Linked DNA regions of Mus musculus: all the other regions are linked to region 2. Evidence: chromatin contacts called from public promoter capture Hi-C data. All regions are on one chromosome and are shown on one strand. Each heading gives the region's core, a stretch centred on a gene start, on an enhancer-like site or on the middle of the called end of the contact. The rest is flanking DNA. Distances are from core to core; before and after follow the strand shown. Region 1 holds the start of Rab3b (RAB3B, member RAS oncogene family). Region 2 holds the start of Zyg11a (zyg-11 family member A, cell cycle regulator). Region 3 holds the start of Zfyve9 (zinc finger, FYVE domain containing 9).

The links. Promoter capture Hi-C pulls out the DNA fragments that hold promoters and counts their contacts.
Region 1: a promoter capture Hi-C map of pre-B cells shows a contact between it and region 2, with 3 times the contacts expected there. The contact joins the promoter of Rab3b here to the promoter of Zyg11a in region 2. A contact is called at or near these places in 2 of 39 promoter capture datasets (hematopoietic stem and progenitor cells and pre-B cells).
Region 3: a contact with region 2 is called in a promoter capture Hi-C map of stem cell-derived epiblast-like cells, with 2.8 times the contacts expected there. The contact joins the promoter of Zfyve9 here to the promoter of Zyg11a in region 2. A contact is called at or near these places in 5 of 39 promoter capture datasets (the C10 cell line, cranial neural crest, hematopoietic stem and progenitor cells and 2 more) and 1 of 9 other capture datasets (pancreatic islet).

What each region holds. Positions count from the first base shown.
Region 1 is chr4:108,877,066-108,881,162 of GRCm38.p6, forward strand. It overlaps Rab3b (RAB3B, member RAS oncogene family), which reads left to right and starts at 2,005. Exons shown (of 5, transcript NM_023537.5): 1 at 2,005-2,153.
Region 2 is chr4:108,216,473-108,220,552 of GRCm38.p6, forward strand. It overlaps Zyg11a (zyg-11 family member A, cell cycle regulator), which reads right to left and starts at 1,571. Exons shown (of 14, transcript NM_001167936.3): 1 at 1,361-1,571. The coding sequence starts at 1,450.
Region 3 is chr4:108,778,511-108,782,662 of GRCm38.p6, forward strand. It overlaps Zfyve9 (zinc finger, FYVE domain containing 9), which reads right to left and starts at 2,329. Exons shown (of 19, transcript NM_001384118.1): 1 at 1,943-2,329.

The DNA of each region.
Region 1 (4,097 bases), core at 755-3,254, 660 kb after region 2:
TCATTTTCTCATTTGCTCCTCACAACAGTGAGACAGTTTTTGTTATTGATTTTCCTAAAGATAAGAAACGGGTGCATGTGTCAGAAAAATGAGGTAACAGACCTATGATCATTCAGCCAGCAAGTGGTAGAGCAAGGACTAAAAACAAAAACAAAAAATGTAGTCTGGTGGGTCTAAGGCTGTGCTCCTTCTTCTATGTTACATGGCCTTTCAGGGGAGAGAGGAGGAGGAAGCCATCAGACCTGAGGCTACCGAAAGCATCTCCATCTGTTCTTGTATTGTTTCCCAGCTTTGAAAGGGTTGTTTTACATGTTATCTCATTGTTCCTGTGAAGAATGGGCAACTCGTTATTCATGTTACCCAGTTTGAAATGAGGAAAGGAAACTAGGCCTTATGGGAGTAAGTTCTGCATAGGGTGTTTGGTCTTAAGACCAGAAGTTCTAGGTGAGTAGGAGGGTCAGGTGTGGCTGTAGGTGTTAATGACACAGTCAACATGTAAAGCAGAGGCAAAGGGATGAGGGTCAGGAGACCCCCATATGCAACTGAAGTCACCAGAAGGATGGCGGAGCAGCAGCTAGTGAAGGGGCTGGTACCCCAGGAACTCCTCAGAGCACGAGGAACAGTGTGGAGGAGCCATAGGCTGTGATATGGCTCGCGGGCAAAGGAGAGCAAATCTTTGTATGAGGGTGGGCGTGACAATGCTGCCCACCTCCTGGTGTTATGATACATGGAGGTTAAGAAAATGAAGAGCCTTTCTGCAGAGGGCTACCATGGAAGCAGTGTCCCGGGGGAGGATAAGGTTTCGGTAAAGATAAAGAGGTAACCTGAGCATTCTAAAGATGCAGAGGGTGGAACCAGGGTTCTAGAGGGAGCACAGGGGAAGCTGAAAGTCAAATGGGCAGCGCGGACCTGACTAAAGGGGCTGATAAGCAGCTCTAGCGAACATTGTAAGGATTAGGACTCTGATGCTGAGGCAGAGAGGCTGGAAAGAAACATCTTAGACAAGTCATAACGGAACTGAGAAAAATCTGGACTTCTTATCTGACTCGTACTTCTATGACCTGGGGTGGGGATGACTATAGAAAAGAACAAAGAGGAGCTGGAGCGATGGCTCAGTGGGTAAGAGCACTGGCTGGTCTTCCAGAGGACCTGGGTTCAAATCCTAGCACTCACATGACAGCTCACAATTGTCTGTAACTCCAGTTCCAGGGATCCTACACCCTCACACAGACATCCGCGCAGGCAAAATACCAATGCACATGAAATAAAAAATCATTAAAAGGAAGAAAGAAAAGAATAATAACTCCAGACCCAAATGTCAGGCCAGTGACCTCAGGACAATGGAAGGTGAAATCCATATAAGAATTTGAAGGTGACCTACCACTCCTGGAAGATCTGGGGTCTGCTAAGGCTCAGACAAGAACATTTACCACTCCAGTTGGCAAACTCCATGCTACTGCTGGTCATGGAGAAGCAGTGAGTGTTATCTTAACAAGGTCGAAATCATTTCAAAAGGTTCCTCAGGTCACTGGTATAGAGGCTGGAAAGAAGGCAGGAATTAGAATTCTTGCATTAGTCCCATGAGTCCTGAACCAGGATACTTTATGCAGAGAAAAGGAAACCTAGAAGAAGATTGGATTTGTTCAGATGGGATTACCAGTCTCAGACGACAAGGACCATGAAGAGGTGATGAGTGGGGCAGACGGTGATAGCCAGCTTCCTAGCTCATTTTTCACTTGTGGACAGGTTGTGCTCCCTCCTTGAGAGTTTATGAGAATGGAGTAAAGCATTTGGAAAGAGCAAAACTTGACGCCATCATCATCTACATTATCACCAAAGACCTCTGAGCACCCTGTAGGTGCAAACTATAGAATGTGGGCAGATTATAAAAGTCACCCAGATATATAGGGTGTAAGGCTCCCAAGAAATTGTAGGTTCCTTACACCAGCCCAGAACGCAGGGGCGGGGCGGATCTTACATGGGTTCCGCCCAGGGGCGGGGCTTGGACCCAGCGGGAACCCAACCCATCTTCAGCCAGAGCCTCAGCCCTCCGTAGCCGAGGTGGGAACCAGACCCGCCTCGCCTGCCTCTCACCCACTATCGCCAAGTGCAACAGTCCGGCTGCACTGTCCGTGAGCCAGCTCTTATCCGAGGTAAGGGGCGCGGCCTCGACCGGGCTCCGCACTGCCTGGGAGCCGGGGACCGAGTGCAAGGCAGCCTAGGGGACTCAGAGAGGGGCTGCGAGAGGCCGCCAGGGACCCGCACCGCAGCAAAGCAGGAGTGCTGGCTCGCACTCCGCACAGGTCCGCCGGGAAGCAGCGACCATTGGGGCTGGGGGCAGATGAGCAGCTACTACAGGCAGTAAGGGGTGGCTGGGTACATCTTAGGGCAGCAGAGGGATGCTGAAAGGATGGAGGGGAGGCAGGCGAAAGGGGGCGTGAAGGCGGAGAGCTGGGTGGGCTCGAGGGGCTTTGAGACGAGCAGAAGAGCAAGGGCTGAAAGGAAGGGGCGCAGAGCAGGAACGGGTGTCTGGTGGGATTGAGAACTTCCGGGACGTGAGTGTGGTTAGCTGGGAGTGAAAGGGTGTAGAACCGAGCCCCGCTGGTACCCGCGAAGGGGTCTCAAGGGATGGAGACATAGGGTTGGGGCTTGGAGGGGATGAGCTTGGAAGAAGGGAAATGTGGGGAGCCAGCTGAGTCTACTCCGCCCCGCAGAAAGGGGCGGGAACTAGGTAGGGGAGTGGGTCTTGACCCTGCTTGTGGGCGAGGGACACCTAAGTTCTGGTCAGGATGGAGGAAATGGCGCTGGAATGGAGCAGGGTCTTGTAGCTGGAAGCAGAGAAACCTTGAGGGAACTTGGAGAGTGAAATTGCAGGGATGATGGGTGTGAGGTGAGGGTTGAGTACAACCTTGGCACTAGCCGAGTCTTGGCTCCTGACAGCATGAGGACAGCAAACACTGGACAAGACTACAATGCCAACTGGAGCCATGGGCAAGAAGAGAATAGTGAACAGAAAAATTCATCCACATGCAATTCTATCTTGGTGTCAAATGTGGAAGAGACTTTGAGAGGGCAGGATGACAACCTCTAGAAGCCAAAAGAGGTGTGGAGTGAAAGTGGATTTCTCCATCCCACCTTCCCAGAATCCACAGGAAAGCTGTAGACTGTAAACGAAATAAGTGAGTGTGTGTGTGTGTGTGCGTGCGCGCGCACGCGTGTGTGTGTGTGTGTGTGTGTGTGTGTGTGTGTTTGTGTGTGTGTGTGCGCCCTCATGCAAGCAGATAGAGCACATCCCTTCTGCATCCCCAAACAGAAGAAGAGGAGTGTGCTTGCTTCGCAGATATGAGGACCTAGATTCACATCCTCAGTGTGGAAGAGGCTGCCATCATCTCTGTGCCTGTAACTCTAGCTGTAGGGACAGAGACATGGTGAACCCCTGGAGCTTGAAATGTGACGGTCTCAAACAAACAAACAAACGAACAAATAGGCTGGGCTGGAGAGATGGCTGGAGAGATGGCTCATCATTCAGGAGCACTTGTTGCTCTTGTAGACAAGGGTTCAGTTCTCAGGAGCAGCATGTGGTTCACAACCACCCTACCTGCAGTTCTGGGGGGAATCTGACTCCCTCTTCTGACCCTTACAGGCACCAGGCACTAGTGTGGTGTGTGTACATACAGAAACGTAGGCAAGACATTCATACACATTAAAAACAACTAAGTCTAAAGGAATAAAAAAATAAGAAAGGGAGCAAAAGAGGAAGCTGCCCAGTGCCCTCCATTAGCCTCGGCATTGATCCCTGCTCCATCTCTGTGAGTTCACAGAGCACCTGGCGTGGTGTAAGTGTGCAGTGCCTATGGATTGAGTGGGAAACAGCATGGTGGTTGTAAGAATCAGGGAGAATTATGTGGGCTGACAAGAGTTCTGTAAACTCTAGAGCACTGCTCCAGAGAAGCCACGGTGGCTGTGCAGGGGTGGCTGTGTCATGGCATCCTTGACTCCCAGCTTCCAATCAGAAGGAAGGAAGCCAACATGTATCCAGTCTTGGTTGTGTCTCAGAAGCACACATGTGCACAGGGTAAAAGTGCCTCTGTCCATAC
Region 2 (4,080 bases), core at 321-2,820:
CACACACTTTTAATCCCAGCACTTGGGAGGCAGAGGCAGGTGGATTTCTGAGTTCAAGGTCAGCTTGGTCTACAGAATGAGTTTCAAGACAGCCAGGGCTACACAGAGAAACCCTGTCTCGAAAAAGAAAAAAAAACTCCATGAAGATTTCAAATTCCAATAAATTTGATAAACCGAATGAAGTAGAGAATACATTTCTTGATAGATATTACCAAAGCAAAATCTGTTATAGTTCTGGGAATGCTGTCCCCCCCCCCCCCCCACTTCTTTTTTTCCACTTTGGACAGTTTCTCTGTGTAGCTTTGGCTTCCTGGAACTCACTCTGTAGACTAGGTTGGCCTCAAACTAACTCCTGAGTGCTGGGATTAAAGACGTGTCCCACCATGGCTCAGCAAATGTTGTCTCCTTTTATAAATATGGAGATATACAAAGAACTAACTTTATTAACTCCCAAAAAATACATAGGCATATGAGTTAAAACCTGCAAGGCCCGAGGAGTAGCTCACTTGGTAAGACGCTTGTCTTGTAAGCAGGGACAAGCAGAAAGAAGCTGGGTCCCCTGTCACTTGCTTGTAATTGTAACCCCAGTATTGTTGAGAATGCAAGGCCAGCCTGAGTTACTTAGTGAGTTCCAGACCAGCCTGATCTTGGGTGGAATTTTATTTCCAGAATAAAATTAAAATAGGGGCTAAGGAGATGGCTCAGAGGTTAAAAGAGGGCACAGGGTTCTTCTAGAGGCCGAAACTCTGTTCCCAGCACCCACATCTGCCTGTCACCGGTGTATTTTTCGCTGTCCCCCACCCCACCCCCGCCAGGTACTGAGCATCCAAGATCACTAAGTTCTAGTGTAGACCCAGTCACCCTCGGGCTCGCCGCCTTCCGCACTCGGTTCCTGGGGCAGGTGGGTGGGCGACTTAGGGGAGCCGCTGCGTGGGGCGCTAAGAGGAGGCGGCTCGGGGCCCTGAGGAGAGGGGCGGGTCTGTGCTTGCTGAGGTGAGGCCATCTGAAGGGAGCGGGCTGAGGAGACCGGGCGGGCTGGAGGTCTGAGGAGAGGAGCGGGGCTAGCCTGAGGGGGTGGCGCCTGCGCGCAGCGGGGGGCTCAGTATGGCTGGGGTTCGAACTCGGGCGCCTTCCTCAGCAGCGCAGCGAACAGGAACCCCGCGAGGGCTGGACGCGGCGTCCACGGAGCCTGGAGCCCGGAGCCCGGGCCGGCCTGCCGGCGACTTCCAGGGAACCGTCACGCCCAACTCGCCGCCCGCCCGCCCGCCCGGAGGAGGCCGCCCCGCACCAGCCCGCCCGCCCGCGGGCCGCGCTGCACGACGGGCGGACGCCCCGGAGCCCGGACGGCGGCCACACTCACCTGCACCAAGCAGTGGCCCTGCGCGTCCTGCTGGGCGTCGGGCAGGACGAGGGCCCGCGGCCACAGCAACGGATGCAAGAAATGGACCATGACGCCGACGCCGCCCACGCGAGCCCGGCCGCCGACGTCGCGCCCCGGCGCCCCGGAGGAGAGCGCAGGAAGGTCGCCCGGCACGGGAGGAGAGCTCAGGAAGGTCGGCCGGCGTTTGAATGGCCGCCCCACGCCGCGCACAGGTCCGCCGCGACCCCGCCCCCGCCGCACGCCCAATGGTCCTCGCTCTCCAGCCTCAGCCACCCAACTCCTATTCACTCCTCGGAGGCCGAGCGCCCTGAGACCCACGCTGCCGAGGGCGTTCGCATAGCACGCACAGCGTTCCTCATTGTACATTTTTATTTTGTTTCTTCTTTTTATGGGGGGGTATTTTGTGGGGGGGGGGTGTTTTTTTGTTTGTTTGTTTTTTGTTTGGTTGGTTTTGGTTTTGAAATAAGGTTTCTCTGTGTAGCCCTGGCTGGTCCTAGAACTCCAAGTTCATAGACGTCCACCGGCCTCTGCCTCCAAAGTACTGGTATTAAAGAAGTAGCCACCCACCAGGGCTTGATTTTTTTTTTTTTTTTTTTTTTTGAGTTAGATAAGGAATCTAGAGCGCATTGTAGGCCAGGGCTCTACCACGTGCCAGATTTTTAAGTGCTTTAAACAAATTAAAAAGCATTTTCAAAGGCTTTGCCCCAGATACCAGTCACGTTTTGACTCCTTGATGAGGATTAACGGTACAAAATATTTCTAGAGGCTGCTAACCTGGTTGGAAGGGGACAGAGTGCAGTGTTAACGTCTGCTTACACACACGACACGCACACACAATAAAATTTCAAAAACAAAACACAGCACCTATTTTTATAAGAGCACAGGGAAGTGGAAACAGGATCAAAGGTTGAAGGTTTTCTTCTGAAAACTAGTTTGAAACTAACCTCAGCCCCCATTACTTTAAGACCATCTTATTTAACATACAACTATTGCTCGGATCCAGGCCAATGCTGTTAAGAGACCTAGACAGACAGGTGAAAGGCAGAGACAGAGAGCCCAATCTCTTGGATTGCTGGGGGTATCTGAAGCCTAATTTTTATCAACTACATGTAAGATCAGGTGAGAGCACACAGGCAGAAACCAGGATTGCTAAAGATAAGGTTTGTACTCAGGCACTTCCCAGGCTCGTGCTAGATGAAGGAATTCAAATGTTAAAATTAGTTTTCAAGAACAAAGGACCAGGCTACGCTTCCCTCAGCGGTCTGTTTTCTTGTTCACCAGCCTGGAATTTGCATTATAGCTGAAGATGACCTTGAACTGATTCTTCCACTTCCACCTCCCAAGGTGCAAGGTGAGTTGTATACAGCTGTCCTTGAAAGTAACTACAAAGCTAGCGATGCGGGGGCGTGGCTGCTAGCCATGTGGGGGCGTGGCTGTTAGACCACTCACTCCGCACACTGCAAGAACAGAATTTTAGGAATGAGAACAAGCCATTGCGGAAACTGAAGGTTAGAAGTAAGAGCCAGGATGAAGGGATTTTACCTGGGAAAGCATGGGCCTTTGATCCCAGCACTCGAGGGAGGCAGAGGCAGATTGAACTCTGTGAGTTCTGGACTGGGTAGGGCCAAAATAAATCAAAGACTCATTATTCAAATTTGTGATTTAAGTTGGCATGGCGGTGGTGAACGTCTGCAATCTCAGAATTTGGGAGACACAAGAGTCAGGAGTGCTGGCCCAAAACCTAAATATATCGCATTTGAAAGACTGTCTGGATTTCTGTTCTTAAAGTTTATTTTACAGTTATATATGTGTATGTTATGTCTTTTGTTTGTGGCAGGGTTTTGTTACTGCTGGTGTGTGTGTGTGTCTATGTCTGTGTGTGTGTATGTGTCTATGTCTGTGTGTGTGTCTTTGTGTCCTGCATACACAGTAGGACCTGGGGGTCAAATTCAGGTTGTGAGGTAAATGCAGCCAGTGTTTTACCCACTGAAACCCCAGGACTTTATTCTGACATTGTTTTTCTATTTATTGTTGGTCATTTAAAAAGTAAACAGCCAGGTGTAGTGGTGCACGCCTTTAATCCTAGCACTTGCAAGGCAGAAGCAGGTGGATTTCTGAGTTCGAGGCCAGCCTGGTCTACAGAGTGAGTTCCAGGACAGCCAGGGCTACACAGAGAAACCCTGTCTCAAAAAACCAAGCGTGCCCCCCCACCCCCTCCAAAAAGAAAGAGTTTAGTGGCACACATCTTTAATCCTGGCACTTAGGAGGAGGCTGAAGTAGGTGGGTTTCTGTGAGTTTGAGGCCAGCCTGCTCTACATAGAGAGTTCCAGTTCCAGGACAGGACAGACAGTTCTGAATAATGAGAAACTATCTCAAAAGAAAAAAGAAAAGAGAAGAGCATATTTGTGGGCCAGTGAGATGGCTCAGCTTGTAAAGATGTTTGCCACAACTTTGTGGAGAAAGTTCTTTCTTTCTTTCTTTCTTTCTTTCTTTCTTTCTTTCTTTCTTTCTTTCTTTCTTTCTTTCCTTTTCTTTTTTAAAAAAGATTTGTTTGTTTGTTTGTTTGTTTTATGTAGATGAGTACATTGTTGCAGTCTACAGACACACCAGAAAAGGATGTCAGAGACCCCATTACAGATGGTTGTGAGCCACCATGTGGTTGCTGGAATTGAACTCAGGACCTCTGGACCTTAACCTCT
Region 3 (4,152 bases), core at 1,079-3,578, 560 kb after region 2:
TTCTAAAAGCCTTCTAAATACCTAACAGCATTTTACAGACAATATTGACATTTATTCATTGCCAAGATGAATAACCAGATAGTTTTCCTTAACATTCCCACCAAAGGCTTACCATGTTTGTTGACTGAAACAGCTGTTTTTCTATCTGCATTACAAAACCATTATCTGTTGCTATGAAGACCATCTGTAAGCCACTTAAGAGTAATAGTTTTGCTAGAGAGAGGACAATTGTGTCCACCTAAGCGAATCTCTTTTATCAATTATGTCCAAATTTAGTAGTACTAAGAATCAGGAAGGTTGATTTAAAAAAATCAAGATCTTCGAGTTATACCTACAATTCTGATTTAGGGGACCAGGAATAGAATATTTTAATCAGTACCCCCAATTCTAACATTGGTCTTTAGAGACACACTGAGAAAAGAATTCGACTTTTAAAACCTAAGTTAACCAACATACTAATCAAGCCAATGTTTTACAGTTAAAAATGCTTACACAAGATCTGACAAAGGCAAGGCTACAACACTAACACAATGGGTCCTCAAAATTCATCAACATGATGACCCCCTTAGACCTCAGGAGATTCCCACGCTCTGTAGGAAGGTTAAGTCAGGAGTCTTACAGGTAACTATGCATATTAACTGATGGCTCTAACTCTGATAATTAGTAACATATTTTATAAATTTTAAACAAATGTCTGGCTGTAAAGTGGACCAGTCAGGCATTCTTAATTTAATTCCAAAATATAATAATAATTTTATAAATCAGTACACTCTCACTGTAAACTTTGAATGACCATCAAAACATATGACATTACTAGTAATCTCTCTCCAGTTATTAAGTACATATTGAAAGCCAATATAGTACCTCTCTGCGTATCCAAATTTTCTACTATATATACATATTTTCATGCATTGACGTTCTAGATGTACATATAAGTCCTATATAGTAGAAAAATGAGAATAACCTGTAATCACATTTATCATAAACAAGAAGCACCCAATATCTGACGTGTAATGTCAAACTACAATCACTAACTTTTTTTTACATCCTTACCAGAACAAAACAAATCATTTTTCTTGTACAACTGAGTTTATATCCCATTTTCGGCATGTCCTTGCAATTAGGGTAATTAGTATGATTTAAAATCTTCTTGCCATCCGTTCTCTATTTGAGTAAAACATTTTTGTACCAAGGACTGGGGCATTAAAACATTTCCTGTCTCTCTAAAGGTGGAAAAGACATCTTCCTAAAAGATTTTTTTTTTCTTTTTTTAACTGTGAGTAGCTAGGAAACTTAGCATAGCAAAGATGGGATGGGGCTTTCTCCAAAGCAGACCTCGCTCAGAGACAAGATGTAACATAAGGAGGAAAGGATGAGCTAGCGGCAGGTGATGAAATTTCACCTCAAAAAAGGACGCAAAAGGCTGTGTCTCCAGCAAGGGAGGCGTGAATGCTACTCCTGGAGTACCAGGGGCTCCGAGTGCCCCGCACTCTCTGCACCTCAATACTCACCACTCCCCACCCAGGGGGTGGCTCCGCAGGACTCAGTACGCGGAGCAGGCAAGCCAAAGCTGTTTGCAAACAAGCGTCCTCTGCCTCCCTCCGGGATGTGCTCGAAGGGCCCTGGGAAGGAAGGCACGCTCGGCCCCGCCCGGGACAAACGCGAAGGGCACCGGTGCGGCCGCCAGCCCGATCTTCACGTACCCGGCCGCGCCGGAACCCAGGCCCGGCTAAGGGCTTCCCGGCGACTCGGGGCCTAGTCGCCCCCCGCACGCCTTCAATCTCCCGGGGACCCACGGAGAAAGGGCCGAGGCCCCAGAGCTCCGGGGTGCCCGCGGCGGCCGCACTGGCAGGACGCTCCGTCCGCCCGGCCCAATAGCTGGCGCCAGGACCCCTGGGCGGCGCAAGCAGACGAGCCCCGAACCGCAGCGCGCCACACTCACCGCCTCTCCATGGCCCGGGGGTCGTCACTCAGCCGAGAGCCTCGTCCTCAGCGGGGCTCCGCCGCGAAGCCTCGCACTCCTGAGGGGGCTGCGGTCTCAGCGGCCGGGACTGAGGCCCAGCGCCCCTCCAGCCGCCTCAGCCACGCGGGTCCGGGAAAGCGCGGCCGAGCGCGGCCGAGCGCGGCCGGGGGCGCAGCTTACGGCGGGACAACCGAGGCGATGCAGGCAGACGGGCTCGGCGAAGCCTCGGGCGCCGCCGCGGTGGCCGCTTCAGCCGCCCGCGCCGCTGGGCCACAGCGCCCCCTGGACCCCACGTCCCGCTACGGCGCCGGGACTGCGGCGGCCGCACCGGGCACGAGCGGCAGGGAACGCGAGGCAGCGCGGCCTGGGGGTGGCGGGGCCCCGTGCGCCCTGCGCCGCCCGCGGCCCGTGGCCCGCCCCTGACGCGGCTTCCCGGGAGCCGGAAGCTGTCGGCTCCCCCCACACCCCACCCCCGTCAGACCCCAGCACCTTTTTCTTCCCTCCAAGAAGGTATGTGAATGCTTTCGTCACTCGTCTCCGAGAGCGGGAATGTGAGGGAATCTCGGTTCATTTCTCGTGGAGACAGGGGGTCCCTTTTAATTCCCTCAGTGCGTCAGTATGAAAGGAGCGTGACCCAGAACAAATCCCTTTTTTCTTTTCCTAAGCACATGCACAATCCCTTCCCAAAGCAGATAAAGGAATCATCTTTGACCTCAACTTTTTTGGAGCTACTGTGCAGATTCACTACAGAAATGTGCTATAGAATTCCTTAAACCCTATCCTTACCTACAAAGTAGGGGGGAGAAAACAAAAAACAAACAAACAAAACAAAACAAAATTTAAAAAACGCTGACAAAGAGAAGAGAATAACCAACGGGTTGTCCTGAAACCGATAAACAACTTAAAGGTAAGAAAAGACTCATCCTTTTACTAACTTAACCCTGGCCACCACCTCTACCACTTCTGGGTCACCCACCCCTTATCAAATCCTAGATAAAAACTCTGAAAGAAGGAAATTGTTGTGGTTATATTAAAGGCTATGCAGTCATTTTGTTTACAAATGCCTCCTGTTTGATCTTGCCCAGCCTCTAGGATGCTAACATAACGTCACAACTAAAGACTGTCAGAAGGGAAATAGGAAAAAGAAAAAAAAAATTTTAAATCCCCTGGTCCCTCAAATTCCCAAATACTGTGTTTGTTTGGTTGGTTGGTTGGTTGGTTTTGTTTCTGGGAGCTATACTGGAACAAGCAAGGACTTTGGTGTCAGGCAGATCCTGATGCCACTGGTTCCAGTTACATCATGTAGAGTTTTATGACCCTGGCAAGTTATGTAATATTTTTGAACCTCTGTTTTCTCCTGCCTGCCTAGCTGGTTGTGAAGGTTGGGGATGGAAGGACGGGCCTATAGTTCCAATTTTTGTTAATTCCAGAACACCCTAACACTTACTTAGTCATTCTTAATCTGGAGATTGTGCCCATCTGTGTGTGTTTATCCCACCACACTCCCCAACCCCGCTCGTGTGTGTCTGTGTGTGTGTGTGTGTGTGTGTGTGTGCGTGTGCGCGTGTGTGTGTGTGTGTGTGTGTGTGTGTGTGTGTGTGTGTTCCTATCAAAAGGTCATTCTCATCATCCTGGTCTAAGTGAAATTTCCCTGAATTTCACTCGTGCATTTATGTAACATCCTCCTCTGAAGAGGAGAACCTAGTACACTGGATCCTTTGACATTCTACAGCACAGCAGATATCAAAATAGAACCAGCACATTTTTCCTGCATGAAAATATTATAAAATATTATAAGCAATCTTGCCTTACCTTAGATTATGGGATAATAGTAACAAGACATGGGGAAATTACATAAGGAGTCCAGGAGCTGTTCAAGTAATAATTGAGCAGCCACCCAGAGAAAAATATAACCTAGCAGTTCTTTTCTCATCAATGAAAGCTGTTCCTGTACAGTCCCAAGTCTGCCTTTGCCACTTATCTCTGAGTCACATTACACACACACACACACACACACACACACACACACACACACACAATCACTATCCCCTTTTTGTAACGACAGAAACCAGCTCGGAGGAAATGGTGATTCATCCTCACAGCATCTCTAAGAACTCAGTACTTCGGCACCACCACCAAGGGGCATCCAACCGAGAGAAAAGCCGCAAGGAGTCCCTATAACCTAGGGT